Regions from separate parts of the Sus scrofa genome. Here region 2 is linked to region 1. The links are chromatin contacts, called in public Hi-C maps. All regions are on one chromosome and are shown on one strand. The core of a region is the stretch at or near the end of the contact, and the rest is flanking DNA. Distances in the headings are between cores, read along the strand shown.

The links. Hi-C and Micro-C count contacts between places; a contact is called where the count stands out from the background.
Region 2: a Hi-C map of skeletal muscle shows a contact between it and region 1, with 14 times the contacts expected there. The contact joins the promoter of PYGM here to the promoter of ACTN3 in region 1. A contact is called at or near these places in 1 of 47 Hi-C or Micro-C datasets (skeletal muscle) and 1 of 2 datasets of contacts at active chromatin or transcription factors (skeletal muscle).

The regions. Positions count from the first base shown.
Region 1 is chr2:5,870,106-5,877,162 of Sscrofa11.1, reverse strand. ACTN3 (alpha-actinin-3) reads left to right here and starts at 3,384. Exons shown (of 21, transcript XM_003122492.4): 1 at 3,384-3,608. The coding sequence starts at 3,459. It overlaps ZDHHC24 (probable palmitoyltransferase ZDHHC24), which reads right to left and starts at 2,654. Exons shown (of 3, transcript XM_003122494.6): 1 at 2,258-2,654; 2 at 570-847. The coding sequence starts at 2,538.
Region 2 is chr2:7,404,817-7,411,873 of Sscrofa11.1, reverse strand. It overlaps PYGM (glycogen phosphorylase, muscle form), which reads right to left and starts at 2,544. Exons shown (of 20, transcript XM_003122588.5): 1 at 1,872-2,544; 2 at 693-794; 3 at 526-604; 4 at 327-430. The coding sequence starts at 2,114.

The DNA.
Region 1 (7,057 bases), core at 2,135-4,634:
CAATACTCCCTCACCATCCCCCACCCGCCCCCGCAGTGAAATACCCCTAGTCTTTCCTCCTCTGCCAGTGCCTCCAGGTACCCTCCCCTGATCTCAGCCTGGACTCTGTACCTGCGTGGAGGGTCTACTCTTTTTTTTTTTTTTTTTTTTTTTTTTTTGTCTTTTTGCTATTTCTTTGGGCCGCTCCCGCAGCATATGGAGGTTCCCAGGCTAGGGGTCAAATCGGAGCTGTAGCCCCTGACCTACGCCAGAGCCACAGCAATGCAGGATCTGAGCCGCGCGTCTGCAACCTACACCACATCTCACGGCAATGCCAGATCGTTAACCCACTGAGCAAGGGCAGGGACCGAACTTGCAACCTCATGGTTCCTAGTCGGATTCGTTAACCACTGCGCCACGACGGGAACTCCGAGGGTCTACTCTTTTGCCAGCGCGTACACCCAGCTGAATCCCTGGCTGCCCTCACCTCCTGTCATGACATTGGGACTGGGTCCCAGGGCACTGCCTGGAGAACCAGCCAGAAATCCCATCTCCCCCCAGGATGGGCCTCAGCCTCCCCGGCTCCCCACCTGTGAGCAGCATGAGCCAGGGCAGCAGGAGGAGGGCGGCCGTGTGGAGGGGCGTGTGGGCTCGCAGCAGAGCTGACAGGGCCGGGCCCAGCAGCACAGAGACGTGCAGCAGGACACCTGCGGCGTGAAGCAGCAGACACAGGAAGGGCCGGTAGTTGTGGAAGCCCACGCAGCGGCCCAGCAGGCGGCAGTGGTGGTCCCGGCGGAGGATGCAGATGCGACAGGCGGAGCAATGCCCACTGCGTGGCGGCACCTGGCTTTGGCACTGGTAGCAGTAACTGCAGGGAAGGAACCACAGGGTCAGTTCCCCTGGCAGCTCCAACTGCCCCACATCATGCCCGGGTCAGCCCCTGAACCTGTCCTGGGGAACAGACACAGCCACAGCCCTCGCTGGGTATATGCAAGCCGAGCACTACTTCCCAGACCCTTCTTCCACTTCTAGAACAGCAGGTCTGAGGGCTCGTCCAGCTCTGACAGCCCCAGTCCTGAGCCCCTTCTCTGGCTTCTAACATCCAGAGCAAACTTCTCATCTCCACTGTCACCACTGTGGCCCGTCACCACGAACTCTACCCTGGATTGTTGCAGCAGCCTCTTGCCCCATCTCCCTGATTCCACCTTTGTCCCCAGGATGTTTCTTTTCTATTTTTTTTTTTTTTTTTTTTGGCCACGGATGTGGCATTCAGAAGTTCCTGGGCCAGGGATTGAACCTGACAACGCTGATCTTTTGAAAATTGAGGAGTTCCCGTCGTGGTGCAGTGGTTAACAAATCCGACTAGGAACCATGAGGTTTCGGGTTCCATCCCTGGCCTTGTTCAGTGGGTTAAGGATCCAGTGTTGCCGTGAGCTGTGGTGTAGGTCGCAGACGTGGCTCGGATTCTGCGTTGCTGTGGCTGCGGCGTAGCCCGGTGGCTACAGCTCCGATTAGACCCCTAGCCTGGGAACCTCCATATGCTCCATATGTGGCCCTAGAAAACGCAAAAGGAAAAAAAAAAAAAGAAAAGAAAGAAAGAAAATTGAAATCATGCCCCTCTTCTGTTCAAAACCCTCCAACAGCTCTCCATTTCGCTTCTAGTAAAAAGCCACAAATTCAAAGGTTTACATCTCTAACCTCTCCTCTCCCCCATCTCACTCCACGTCAGCCACACTGGCTGGCTGGCTGTTCTTGGAACATGCTGGGCACACAACTGCCTCAGAGCCTTTGCACTGCCTGTTCCCTCTGCCTAGAACATTCTTTCCCCAGATGAGTGGGGCTAACTCTCCCACCCTCTTCAAGTCTTTGTCCAAATACCACCTTCTCAATGAGGCCTGCCACTCTGTTTCAAACTGCCATTTGCATCCTCTTTAAGCTGCTCTTTTTGTTTCTTTACCACCACCAGCTTCTAACATTCTATATTATTTGTTTATTTATTACACCTGAAGTTTATCATCTGCCCCCTCCTCCGCTAAAATCAGGAATACGTTTTATTGCACCTCCAGTGCCTAGAACAGTACCTTGCACACAGTAGGTACTCAATGTTTGTAAGTGAATGAATGATACTTCTTGTGGCTTCTGGTTCTAAAGGAGTTCTCTGGCTCCAACAAGCGGATCTTTGTAAACTGGTTCTATCATCAGGTCCTAGGGCCCTCCCCCTGCCCCAAGCTCCCCCGGCCCCACACCCCACCCCTGCCAGACCCCGTGCCCCACTCACGCCCAGCCCTGGCCCAGACCACGGCCGGCCAGCATCACACCCCGGATGCTGGGATCCGAGCGCAGGAAGAGCCCCACGTTGCCCAGTAGGTTTAGCAGCTGGAAGGCTGCCAGGGCAAGCTGCAAGGTCCGGGCCAAGGGTCCCAGCGGGGGAGGCCCAGGACCAAGCACCAGCACGTAGGCCACCTCCAAGCCCACAGCCGCGGCCCACAGCGCAGTGAGCACAAGGGGCAGCCGCGCGTGTGCCCCCTCGGCGCTCCCCACCGCCCAGGGCTGCCCCATGGCTTGGGCCCACCCGCGGTGGGATCGGGAGTACCCCGCCGCTTCCGTATCGGGGCGGGGATAGTGTCAAAAGGACGTCTGCCACGACCAATAGAAGCTGTGAAGAGGTGAGGCGAGCTTTCCGGTTCACAGGCGGCGGCAGGCAGATACCGAGATGTGATTGGACGGCCGAACGAGCCAAGGAAAGGCTTGGAACCTCGTCGGCGCTAGAGCCTGGTAGGGCGGCGCCGTTATAGCCCCGCCCACCCGCGGAGGCCCCGCCCCTCCCGCCGTTGCTGAGTCCCCGTCCCGCTGGCTGGCTCGCCAAAGAAGATAGAGTTGCAGCCTCAGTGGCGTCCGGGTTTCCCGGCTCAGCACATTCTCCCTCAACCCTTAGTCGCCCCGATATTAATAGCCCTGCCTCGGCCCATCCAGTTGGCTTGAAGCCCCGCCCCCTCCTCTAGTGTCTCCCCTCGTCACCCGAGAAAACATTCAAATCAACTCTGCGCCTCGGTGTTTCTGACTGTGAAATGGGAATAATGCTCCTTGTTTCCCACCAAGGGGGCGCAGGAAGAGGGTCAGGAGGAGACCCCAAAGGCAGATTAGAGAGGTCTGCAACCGCTATTGTTATCGTCATCTCCGTTGTATACCTGAGGAAATAGATTCAGAGAGGGCCCGTGACTTTCCTAAAGTCACACAGGAGCCAAAACGCGAATCCCGGATCTCCGCTATGAGATCCACCCCAGCGCCTCAAAATTCTGCAGTCTCCTAGTCCCAGGACAACCTCCTGCCTGGTCTCGAGCGCCCTCGCCCCAATCCGGCCCCTCCCTCTTCCCCCATATTTAGCGCGAATCCGATCCGGGGCTGGGTCTGCGGCTACTTAATGCGGTCCCCAAGTTCTGGAGCGCGCGGAGCCCAGCGGAGCCAGGAGCCCAAGCAAGATGATGATGGTTATGCAGCCCGAGGGTCTGGGGACCCGGGAGGGGCCCTTCGCAGGCGGAAGCGGCGGGGGCGGCGAGTACATGGAACAGGAGGAGGACTGGGACCGCGACCTGCTGCTGGACCCGGCCTGGGAGAAGCAGCAGAGGAAAGTGAGTGCTAGCCCATTTCCTGATGGCAAAACTGAGGCCTGAGAAGCCAGGCGGTTTGTCCTTGGCATCTTAGCAGGTGAGGGGCAGAGCCTGTCTTAAACCTCGGTGTTATTCCTTAGCCGAGGCTCTGCCCATCAGCCCCTGTTGTCTCCCAGGGCTGGAAGAGGGGGCTGGGGGACCCTCCAGTGGTTTAGGATAAGAAGAGTTTCCCCACCCCCCCCCCAGGGTTCATTCCCCTGGGCCTACTGCTCCATTTCTGCTAAGGAATATGGGGTGAGCGAAGCCCAGGAGATCCAAGTTTGAGGGTGGGGGTGTGGGGCCCCCCCACACACCCCCAACTCTCTGGTGAAATATTCCCAGACTCCACCTGAGGACTTGCAGCCAAGCAAATAGTGGACTTGGAGTGTGGGGGAAGGGGTAACCGTCCCAGACCCCCCTCTCACCCTCTCCCTATTCTCTCCAGTGTGATGTCCATGCTCACCTATCCCAGTTGTCGCATCAGGAAACTGAGGCCTAGAAAGGGGCCGAGATAGGACCCAAATCATACACTGTCAGAAAACAGGACCCCCGCAACCTGAGGGTCTTTGCCCATTGCCTGCCCCACCCCGATTCTTTCCCAGGATACCCCTCCCCACCCCAGGGGCCCTGAGTCTGCTGTAAAGGCCACAGGTGGGGGTGGGGGGGGTGGGGGGGAGCCCTGGGTTTCCTTACGTGTAACCTGACTCTCTGACCAGATGGTCACTCTGTGCTGAGGCAGCGCCTTGGAGGACCTGAGAGGGGCACATGGGCAGCTGCCACCCAGGCCCAGCCTTGTAGGGTACTTGGGCCTCCCCTCCCCGATCTATTTTCACTCCCAGACTTTCCCAAATGGAGAGGGTAGGACACCTGGGGACCTAAAAGAGAAAATGATCCGGACTGGAGTGAGGAAACTTTGGGGAGTGTCAGGCCAGGGGTAGGGAGGGCCCATGAGGTCATTCGACCCCACTCGGCATTTGCCAAAAGTGTATGACACCAGGAAAGGGCCGAGAACGGGGTACTCAGTGGAATTCGCAGGATCTGAGAATCCCAGGATTTAGAATCAGAGCACTTCCGCTGGGTTAGATGACAGGAGGTGACCCCAGGGGCTGGGAGGCTCAGCTGACTTGATGAGGGTGCCCTGGGTGACACGCCCCCCCGCCCCCAGCTCTTCCTGCACCTGTCTCCGAGCAGGGCTGCAGTCCTTGGACCCAGCCATCTCCCAGTGATGTCATCCCTGCCCCCTGGCTCCAGCTGCCACCTGCCCTGCAAAACTCCTCCCCCTACCCCCCCAAACCTCTCCCAGATCCAGGGTCACAGACCCCTCATTAGGCACATGCCAGCCTGTAACTTGCTTTCATCACTTCAAAGGTCGAGAGCATCCTCCCGACCCCACTTACAGCCACTCACCTCACCCATTCATGCAGTGCACAGCGTAGGTGCTCCTCACATTCATCGGCATCCCCTGGAACTGGACATTCAGGTTGTTTCTTTTCAGCCAATGTTGTTTATTACAAAGTGATGAACGTCTCTAGCCCCACCCCATCCCTGCTTCTCCTCCCGGTCCTGGAGCCCTCCTGTCTCTTCCCGCCGACACCTGAGTCCTCCTTATTCCACTTCATTCAAAAACATTCATTCAGTATGTCTTAGAGCGGGCCTACTGCCCGGCACTGTTTCAGATGCCAGGAATTCAGCAGGGGACAAAATAAAGCCCCTGCCTCAGGGAGCTTATGTTCCAGCAGGGACAAATGTTTCTATCTCATCCACTTGATCCTGCCCCGTCCCCCTCGCTGGTCTCAGTCGCCGCCTCCTCAATTCTCCCTTCTGCTCGGCCAAGCCATTTGTCTCCCCTCTGGAAGCATAGTGGGCTTTCTAAAACACACGTCTGCCCCTCTCCCTCCTCTGCCTGAAAGCTTTCCTGCCTCCCCGTTGCCCTCAGGATCAAGTTCAGCCTCCCTGGCTTAGCACGCAGGATCATGCATGACCTGGCTTCTGCCTCTCCTCCGGCCGGCCTCTCACCACTTGTACCGCAACGCCCCCAGAGCAGTGCCCAGATAGCTAGAGCCCCACAAGCCTGGCAACTGTTTCTTATCACCAGGCACTTGCCCGTGTGGCTGTCCCTGCCTGGAATGCCCTTGCCTGCCCTTCCCTGCCTGAATAACTCCTGCTCTTCCTTCACAGTTCTGATCAATTATTAACCTTCCCCCAAGAGGTCCCCCCTTTTGATTTGAAGAACTGCTCCCCTAGGCTCCCTGACATTAGTCTCTCTCAGCATTTCTCAGGCCAGTGCGACTCTTTGATTGACTGTGAGTTCCTTTAAGATGGGAACCAAATCTCATTAAAGGCACGTTTGTCAGAGGCAAGAATGACCCTTCTCCACCCCGGAGCCCTCCACCCCGGGAACTCCCTTTCCCCCTGCCCTGTCTGGACCCAGAGCAACTGAGACTCCAGGGTTTGGAAGGAATTACAGAGAATCCAACTGCCCTCTCCTGCGCCCCATCAGTCAGAGCTCAGCACCCGCTTCCACACCTGAGGAAGTGACCAGCCGGGCCCCCTCCCTGGATTAGCTGCTTTGGGGTGGGGAGCATGCTCTAAATTCCAGAATCCTGCAAGGTCAGGGGAAGAAGGACCTGAGACATGGTGGACTCTGAATCCTTAATCGTGCAAATGGGGGACTGAGCCCAAGAGAGGGCAGGGGGCACATCCCAGGTTGCAGAGACTGAGCAGCTCAGCCAGGACTGGAGCCCAAGTATGGATTCCACCAAGACTCTACAGCTGGTGGCAGGATCCAGGGCTCAGAGGCTTCGTAGGTTGGTGGAAACCTGTGCACCAAACTCTAGGCCCCTCCCATCCCCTAAAGATGTGCTGCCATATCCCACCTCTCCCATCTCAGATGGAGGCTGAGACCCACTCTGGGGGGAGGGAAAGGGAGGGCCATCCCCTCCAGAAGCTAGGTCAGGCTGGGCCCGAGTGTCTGCAGAGCTCTTTTTTTCTTTTTTTTTTGTCTTTTTGCCATTTCTTGGGCCGCTCCCACGGCATATGGAGATTCCCAGGCTAGGGGTCCAATCGGACCTGTAGCCACCAGCCTACGCCAGAGCCATAGCAACGGGGATCCAGCCGCGTCTGCAACCTACCCCACAGCTCATGGCAACGCCAGATCCTTAACCCACTGAGCAAAGCCAGGGATCGAACCCGCAACCTCATGGTTCCTAGTCGGATTCGTTAACCACTGCGCCACGACGGGAACTCCTGTCTGCAGAGCTCTTGCATCCTCGTGGTGTCCATGGAGGCTGTCACAACAGCCCAGGAGGTCGGTGGGACCAAGATGACAATACACAGGTGCACAGTCCCTCAGGCAAAACCCTCGGAGCTTTTCAGATTTTATTTTTTAATTTTTTGCTTTTTAGATTTTAGAAGGGTAGTGTCACCCTGCA
Region 2 (7,057 bases), core at 1,295-3,794, 1.5 Mb before region 1:
AAAGCAGCGTCAGAGCCAGGCTCACGCCACAAGAAGTGGCGGGCAGGGCAGGAGCAGCAGCTATACAGCCCCTGTATAGGGAGGGCATACATGAAAGACTCTGGGGCAGGCGGGCCCCTGGTCTGGTGGGATAGCCAAGCGGACACGGTGTGTGCATGAGAGTCTGAGAGATCCCACAGGTACGGCCCTCCCATCCCAAGAGATAACGATGGGACTGGGGCCGGGGGCTGGGCCAGTTCTGGATCTATGCACAGATGAATGAGCACATAGGGGGTCTTCCCCCTCACAACCAGGGCCCTACCCGGCCAGGGCCCAAGGTTGCTCACCTGCCAACCCCCAGTGATCTTCTGGTTAAAAATCCCAAACTCATAGCGGATCCCGTAGCCATAGGCAGCCAGGCCCAGTGTTGCCATGGAGTCCAGAAAGCAGGCTAGGGGTGTGCACAAAGGGGTGTCAGAGACGCAACACAAAAGGACCCTTCCGCCCACCCCCGACCCCCACCCCCGTGCCACCCGGCTCATTCACCTGCCAGCCGGCCCAGGCCCCCATTGCCGAGCCCGGCATCCTCCTCCATTTCCTCCAGCTCTTCCATGTCCAAGCCCAGCTAGAAGGGGGAGGGTGTGCCAGTCGTCAGGGCCAAGGGCCAGCGGGTCCATGCTGCAGTCCCTAGGGCTTGCCCCACCCCTACACACCTGGTAGGTGGCCTCATCACAGGCATTTTCCAAGGCCAGGTTCACCATGGTGTTTTGTAGCGTCCGGCCCATGTAGAATTCCAGAGACAGGTAATAGATCCTCTGTCCGGAGAGACAGACGGGGTCAAGGCTGCCCTCGGACATGCATTCAGCCAGGCTCGCTTGGGCCGCACCTCTCACACGTCCTGCCCCATGCCTAGGCCCCAGCATGTTCTTTCCCCGCTTCCTCAGGCTTTGGGGACCCAACAGGTAAGTTCCAGCCCCAGCATTTCTTTTGACTTTTGCACAAATCACTTTTCTTCTCTGAGCCTCAGTTTCCTCATCTGGAAAATGGGGCTGGCTGTATCTCCCTGGGGGGCTGAGGTGCTTAGGAGAGGTGGGAACCCCTTCCTGTGCAGGAAATCCTCCCAACAGCCCCTCAGGGAGTCAGGATGTGGGGGAGCATCTCCAAGGGCTCCCCAGGAGGGGGGGCCAGGCCCAGAGAAAAGTCTTTGGCTCAAGGTCACACAATGACTCAGGGCTAGAGGCAGCCACCTCCCATCTTTGCAGGGCCCAGCTCCCCTTGGCCCTCAAGCCTCTGTCCCAAGAAGGGGCCAGAGAGGCGCCAGGCTCCAGGATGCGGATGGTGCATGGTCTCCTGGTTTCCTGGGTCCCCTCCCTGCCCCACCCGTCTGCCCCTCCCCCACTCCTGCCCAGAGGTGTCAGGTTGCTGACATTTACCAGTGACCCCAACAGACACTTGATCTCCCCCCTCAGCTGCCCCAGCCGAGCCCCACCCGCTCACGGACGCGCTGTGCACACATTCAGTGACATGTCCTTCCACTAAGGGTCCACCCCAGGCCACAGGGGTCTTCCTGCCCCCTCAACAGCCCCTCGCTCCGAGATTCTAGCCGAAAGAGGGGGCTGGACTGTGGGTGGCTCTCAATCAGGGCCTTTGCCACCAGCCTGCCTTGACCTGAGGCCCCTGACCCCCACCCCACCCCTCGCACCCCGCCCCTGGGTCCCCGCACCCATTGCACCTGGCACCCTGCATCTTCCAACCTCAGGAACCTGGAGCGACCCTTTATTTTGCGCCCAAATCCTGACCTCAGGAAAGGGCTGCCACGTGTCACGATCTCCGGGCCCCCCGGGGCAGGGCCCCCCCAGCCCATCCCCCACCCGGGGGGCCCCAAGCAGCACCTTAGGGTCCTTCTCATAGTAGTGCTGCTGCGTGCGGATCCAGCGGCCCACGAGGTGGTCGCGCACGGTGTAGGCCAGCGCGAAGTAGTAGTCGCGGGCGTTGGCCACGTTGCGGTCCTTCACGAGGGTGAAGTGCAGGTGCCGGTTGAAGTTCTTCTTCAGCTCCGCCACATTCTCCACGCCGGCCAGGCCGCGCACGCTGATCTGCTTTCTCTTCTCCTGGTCCGTCAGGGGCCGGGACATGGCTGCGGGAGGGCGGGCCGGACGGAAGGACGGACGGTGGGGACGGGGGCCTGAGCGGTGCCTCCAGCCAGGGAGTGGAGATCCCCGGCCGGCCGGCGATTTAAAGCCCGGCTCTGGGCAGCTTGCCCCGCCTCCTCCCTCCGGGGGAGGGTCTTGGCCTGGGTGCTCCGGGAGCTATTTTGGGGCAAGCGCAGGAGAGGAGAGAGGGGCAGGGAGAGCAGGCCGGACCTCCGCCTGGGCTGGGCCCGGCAGCCCTGTGCGGACCCACGTCCCCCCCCACCCCTCGCACACGGCGGCCCTTCTGCCCTCTGGCCCCCTCCCTGCCTTTTGCAGGGTCAGAGACAAGATGCAGCAGGCGGCGGCGGGCTGGCCTGAGAGGCCTGAGCCTTGACCGGAGCCGCTGGGCTCCAACTTTGGCTGAGGCTGCCCTGCTCTGGGCCCGTTCCTGGGTTCTAGATGAAAGATGGGGCCGGACCTTGGCGGCTGTCCATCAGGGCTCCTTGGAGGGGCCAAGTGGGATGTCAAGGAGGACAGGTCAGGAGCCCCAGCCCCCATCAGAGCCTCTTGGCTTCTGTTCCAGACATTCACAGAAGAGACTGCAAACCCCAAGCGGGGTGACCTCCGGTCAAGCTTCCACGGCAGCCCTGCAGCCGGGTGGGGAGGGACGGGCTGAAGGCCCAGGCGCTGAGGATGAGCCCTAACAGAAGTGCAACTAGCAGAGGATACTGGGTGTCTGCACGAAGGGGCACCGGGACCCTGCGTTCCAGGGGGTGGTATGGGGAAGGTTGCCTGAGGCAGGGCTACAGTGCACACCCCACCCCCCCACCTAAGTCGAGCCACTCTGAGCTCCCCCTGTTGCTGTCCCTCAAGGGGCTCTGAAGTGACCTTTGCAGAGGGATGGTCAGATTACAGGCCAGCTTTGGCTAGGGACCACCAGCCTGGAGCAGGGGCCCCTGGGAACTGTAGTCCTGGGGCCCACAGGCGTAGGAGAAACTGAAGCGCCCCCTTCATGCGCACATGCACGTGCGCGCACACAACACTGGCCAATGATATCAAGTCGCCCATGATGCGGCTGCCAGGTGAGTGGCTGGAGGCCTTCTCCTACCCATCTCTCCCACCTGGGGCCACACAGTGGACAAGGGCTTAGTGGACCAGGTTCACAAGTGTGACTCCACCTGTAAAACGGGCCTCTGCACCCCAGGAATTTGTCTTCATGGCCTGACACCTCCAGACCCCTCCCTTTGAGGCTTTGCCTGCCCCCAATTCACTGCTGGTGCCCTGGCCCCAGCATTCATTTGCTATGTGATCTTGGGCTGGTTGCTCTGCTTTTCTGAGCCTTGAATCCCTTCACCTAATGAGAATATAAAGACCTGCCTCCTCCAGCCCCTGCCTCCTAATCTCGTGGAGGCAGACTTTGGAAGCTGCTTTGTTCTTTGAGCAAAAGAAGACCAGGGCCCAGTGCTATTTCAGAGGATGCCTGAGCCTCCTGGGGCAGAGGGCCCGTGGAAGCAGAGAACTGGGTGTTCTGGCCTGTGGGCCAAGGAAGCAGATCTGGGCTTGGACAGCTGCAGGATGCTATTGAGAGTCTGGCTCAGGGAGGGCCAGGCTGTGTCGGAGGACTTTGAGCCACAGCAGACCTGCCCTGGGATCACCCACTTGGTGTGGGGGCCCAACTCCAAGCCTCCCTATGGCTGAGCTCTGCTCTGCCCCTGCCCCCCAAGCAGCGTCTGGTCTGATCTGCCACAGAGCATGCTTCAAGCAGAGAAAAAAGACCAAGAAGAAAACACCAAAACACACCTCCACAGATAGCATGAAAACATAGAAAATTGTCTAACATTTTTTGCATTTTCCAATTTCTCTTCTAAAAAAGTGTTTTACCCATTGTATTTCAAAAAAGAAATGCCCGATGGCTCTCTTGTCTTCAGTTCTCATCCTCAGCCTCTCCTCCCCGGCTGTGCCTTTGCAGAGGTTCACCCACTCTGGCCTCCGGGCTTGGCCAGCATCTCAGGCCGCCTGGCCTGTGGTCCCTCTTGGAGGGCTGTGTAGAGCTCAGAGGTTCCTTGGCACATGGTCATTCCTTGACAAGGCAATGCCAGCGACCCATGTTGTCACCTCGTGCCCCAACTGTGGCCATACAAACCTTTGCACTGACCCATTACTGCCTGTAGGACTTACTTTTCCTCCTAAGGCCCGGCTCCCGCCTCTCCCAGGGCTGGCCCGACGCCCCTCTTCCTGCTCATCCACCCAGCGCTCGCCCTGCCCCTGCACTCAGAGCTCTTACCGAACTGGGACACGTTCTGTTTCCACTGGGAAACAAATATACTCTGGACGGGTTTCTCCCACTACCTTTTTTGGGGGTTCTTTCAATCTTTGTCAGTGGCCCCGCCTCTAACTTTCCAATTTTTTTTTTTTTTTTTTTTTTTTGTTCTTTTGTCTTTTCTATGGCTGCCACTTGCAGCACATGGAGGTTCCCAGGCCAGGGGTCTAATCGGAGCTGTAGCCTCCGGCCTACGCCAGGGCCACAGCAACATGGGATCTGAGCTGCATCTGTGACCTACACCACAGCTCATGGCAACGCCAGATCCTTAACCCACTGAGCAAGGCCAGGGATGGAACCCGAAACCTCATGGTTCCTAGTCGGATTCATTAACCACCGAGCCACGCCGGGAACTCCTAACTTTCCAATCTTATATGGAGGTTCCCAGGCTAGAGACTGAATCGGAGCTGCTGCTGCCAGCCTACACCACAGCCACAGAGCCACAAGGGATCCAAGCCTCATCTTCAAGCTACACCACAGCTCATGGCAATGCCGGATTGTTAACCCGCTGAGCAAGGGCAGGGATTGAACCCACGTTCTCATGGATACTATTGGGCTTCATTACCACCGGGCCACAATGGAAACTCCAAACTTTCCAAACTTTTTCAGGGGCAACACCACCCCCCAGCCCAGCATGGAGCCTTGAAGCTTCAAGCTGACCAGCTCATTTCCCCAAGTCCTCCCCCTGCCCCCCCACTCCCATGTGTTGTGTGCAGTTTTATTTTCGAGAAGCCTGAGACCGCTTTTCCAACCTGAACTCTAGGTTATGTCCAGACAGACACCTGAACTAACTCAAGGTTGTTTGTGTGCGACTAGGTTTCTAACCAGAAATCCCGCCTCCTTCCTGGGACCAATCTTGGGTTCTCCGGAGCACTTGGCTGGGCCTCAGTAACAGAGCCCTAACACTGACCTTTCCAGCTGACATTCCTTTGGCCAACCCAGCTCTGAGGGGGTGGGGATACTCTGCTGCAGCAGCAGAAACAGAACAGGGTCAAGCAGAGGGCTTTTCTCTACCCTGGCTGTCTCAGGTGGGCGAGGAAGCACTGCTCATCCCACGGGCTCCACTGCCAAGGCAGGTGCTTGCTGCGGTTCCGAGGGCTGAGGCCTCCTGCTGTCTCTCTTCCATTTCGGGGCATCGGGCAGCTTGGAGAAAGGCCGGAGACTGATGCCTCCGTCAGCCACTTTGTTACTCTCCAAAACCTTAACAAAAGCTGACGGCGGCTGGGGAACAGAGGAGGAGTGAGCACAGGAATGGAGCTGGCCCCAGGGGAGAGAGATGGAGGAGATAGCTGGGCTGTGGTTAAGTCATTTATTGATTTTATTTCTAAAACCCACATAGCGCCACTTTGCCTCTTCCAGAGCTTCAAAGAGCTAATTAACCGCCCAATGAGCCCACCAGGGAAACCGAGCTTGTGGGGGAAGCAATGAGGGGAAGCCAAGGTCAAAGAGGGGTTGCCAGGCCCCAGGCCCTGCCCCCGTTCTGTCAGCTAAGGACAAAGAGATCTCCCCATTCCCTTTTAAGTTCAGGGCTCGCTTAAGGAGCCCCAGTGTGTCTGAGGCATCGTTAACCCCTGCAGGCCTACTGCAGAGTAGAGGCATCCTGGACGGGGCCCAGAAGCCCAGGCCCTGCTCCGTGTAAACAGCAATGGCCAGCCCCGGCTTGAAGCTGGAAAGCAGCCCAGGCCAGAGCTGTCCCCACTGGCCAGGTGCCGCGGGCAGCAGGAGCTCACTGTCCCTCAGCCTCCCCAAAGGAAGGAAAGGCAGCCAGGGAAGGGTAGGCCCCAATGCAGCTCTACCCAAGGGAACTGCAGCAACACAGCAGCAGCAGCAGCAGCCGCTGAACAAGGACCTCACTGCCTCAGGGAGGCCGGACAAGGATTTTTCTGATACATGATGGGCCTCGCCTGCAACCCTAAACATGAAAGAACAAAAGAGCCGGAGACCCTCTGCAAAGTGCTTACAGAGCACAAGACAAGGCCCCTTCTGCCCCCACCTCTCCCTGAAGCCTGCAGTGCTGGCAGGCTGCAAGTCACCAGCAGAGAAAGAAAAAGCCACTTGGCGGTTTTAATTTTAGCAGCTCTGAGCCTGACAGGCAGGATTAGTCGGCTTGACCTTTAGTGCTGATGCCTCCCTAGGCCCAGGGCCTCAGTCAGGAGGCAGCTTCCAGGCACAAATCACAACTGGAGCTCATCAAGTGCGGGGGTCCAAGCCCCAGGGAAAGGCCTTCTAAAGGACAGGGACCAGGGAGGGGGGAGCTGGTTCCCAGCCATTAACTAGTGAACAAGGGGAAGAAGGTGAGGCCGCCCACACACCAGCTCCCCCAGCAAAGCCGCACAGGGAGGTAGGCAGGGGGCTTCCTTAATGAAGCTCCCAGAGGCCCCGTCAGGGAGAAGGGGATGAGTGGCGCCAGGTGCTCAACGCAGGTAAGGGAACTGTGCCGGTGCTGACGGTGGCAGAGGGGACTGAAGAGAAAAGAAAACAACCAGACCGGGAAAACCACACTGCTCTTTTATTCACTGGAACATCCCCCTTAAACGCAGTGTTGAATCAGACACCAGAAAAAAAAAAAAAAAAAAAAAAAAAAAAAAAAAAAAAAGCCCAGAGAAATTTCTGCAGATAAACCAGT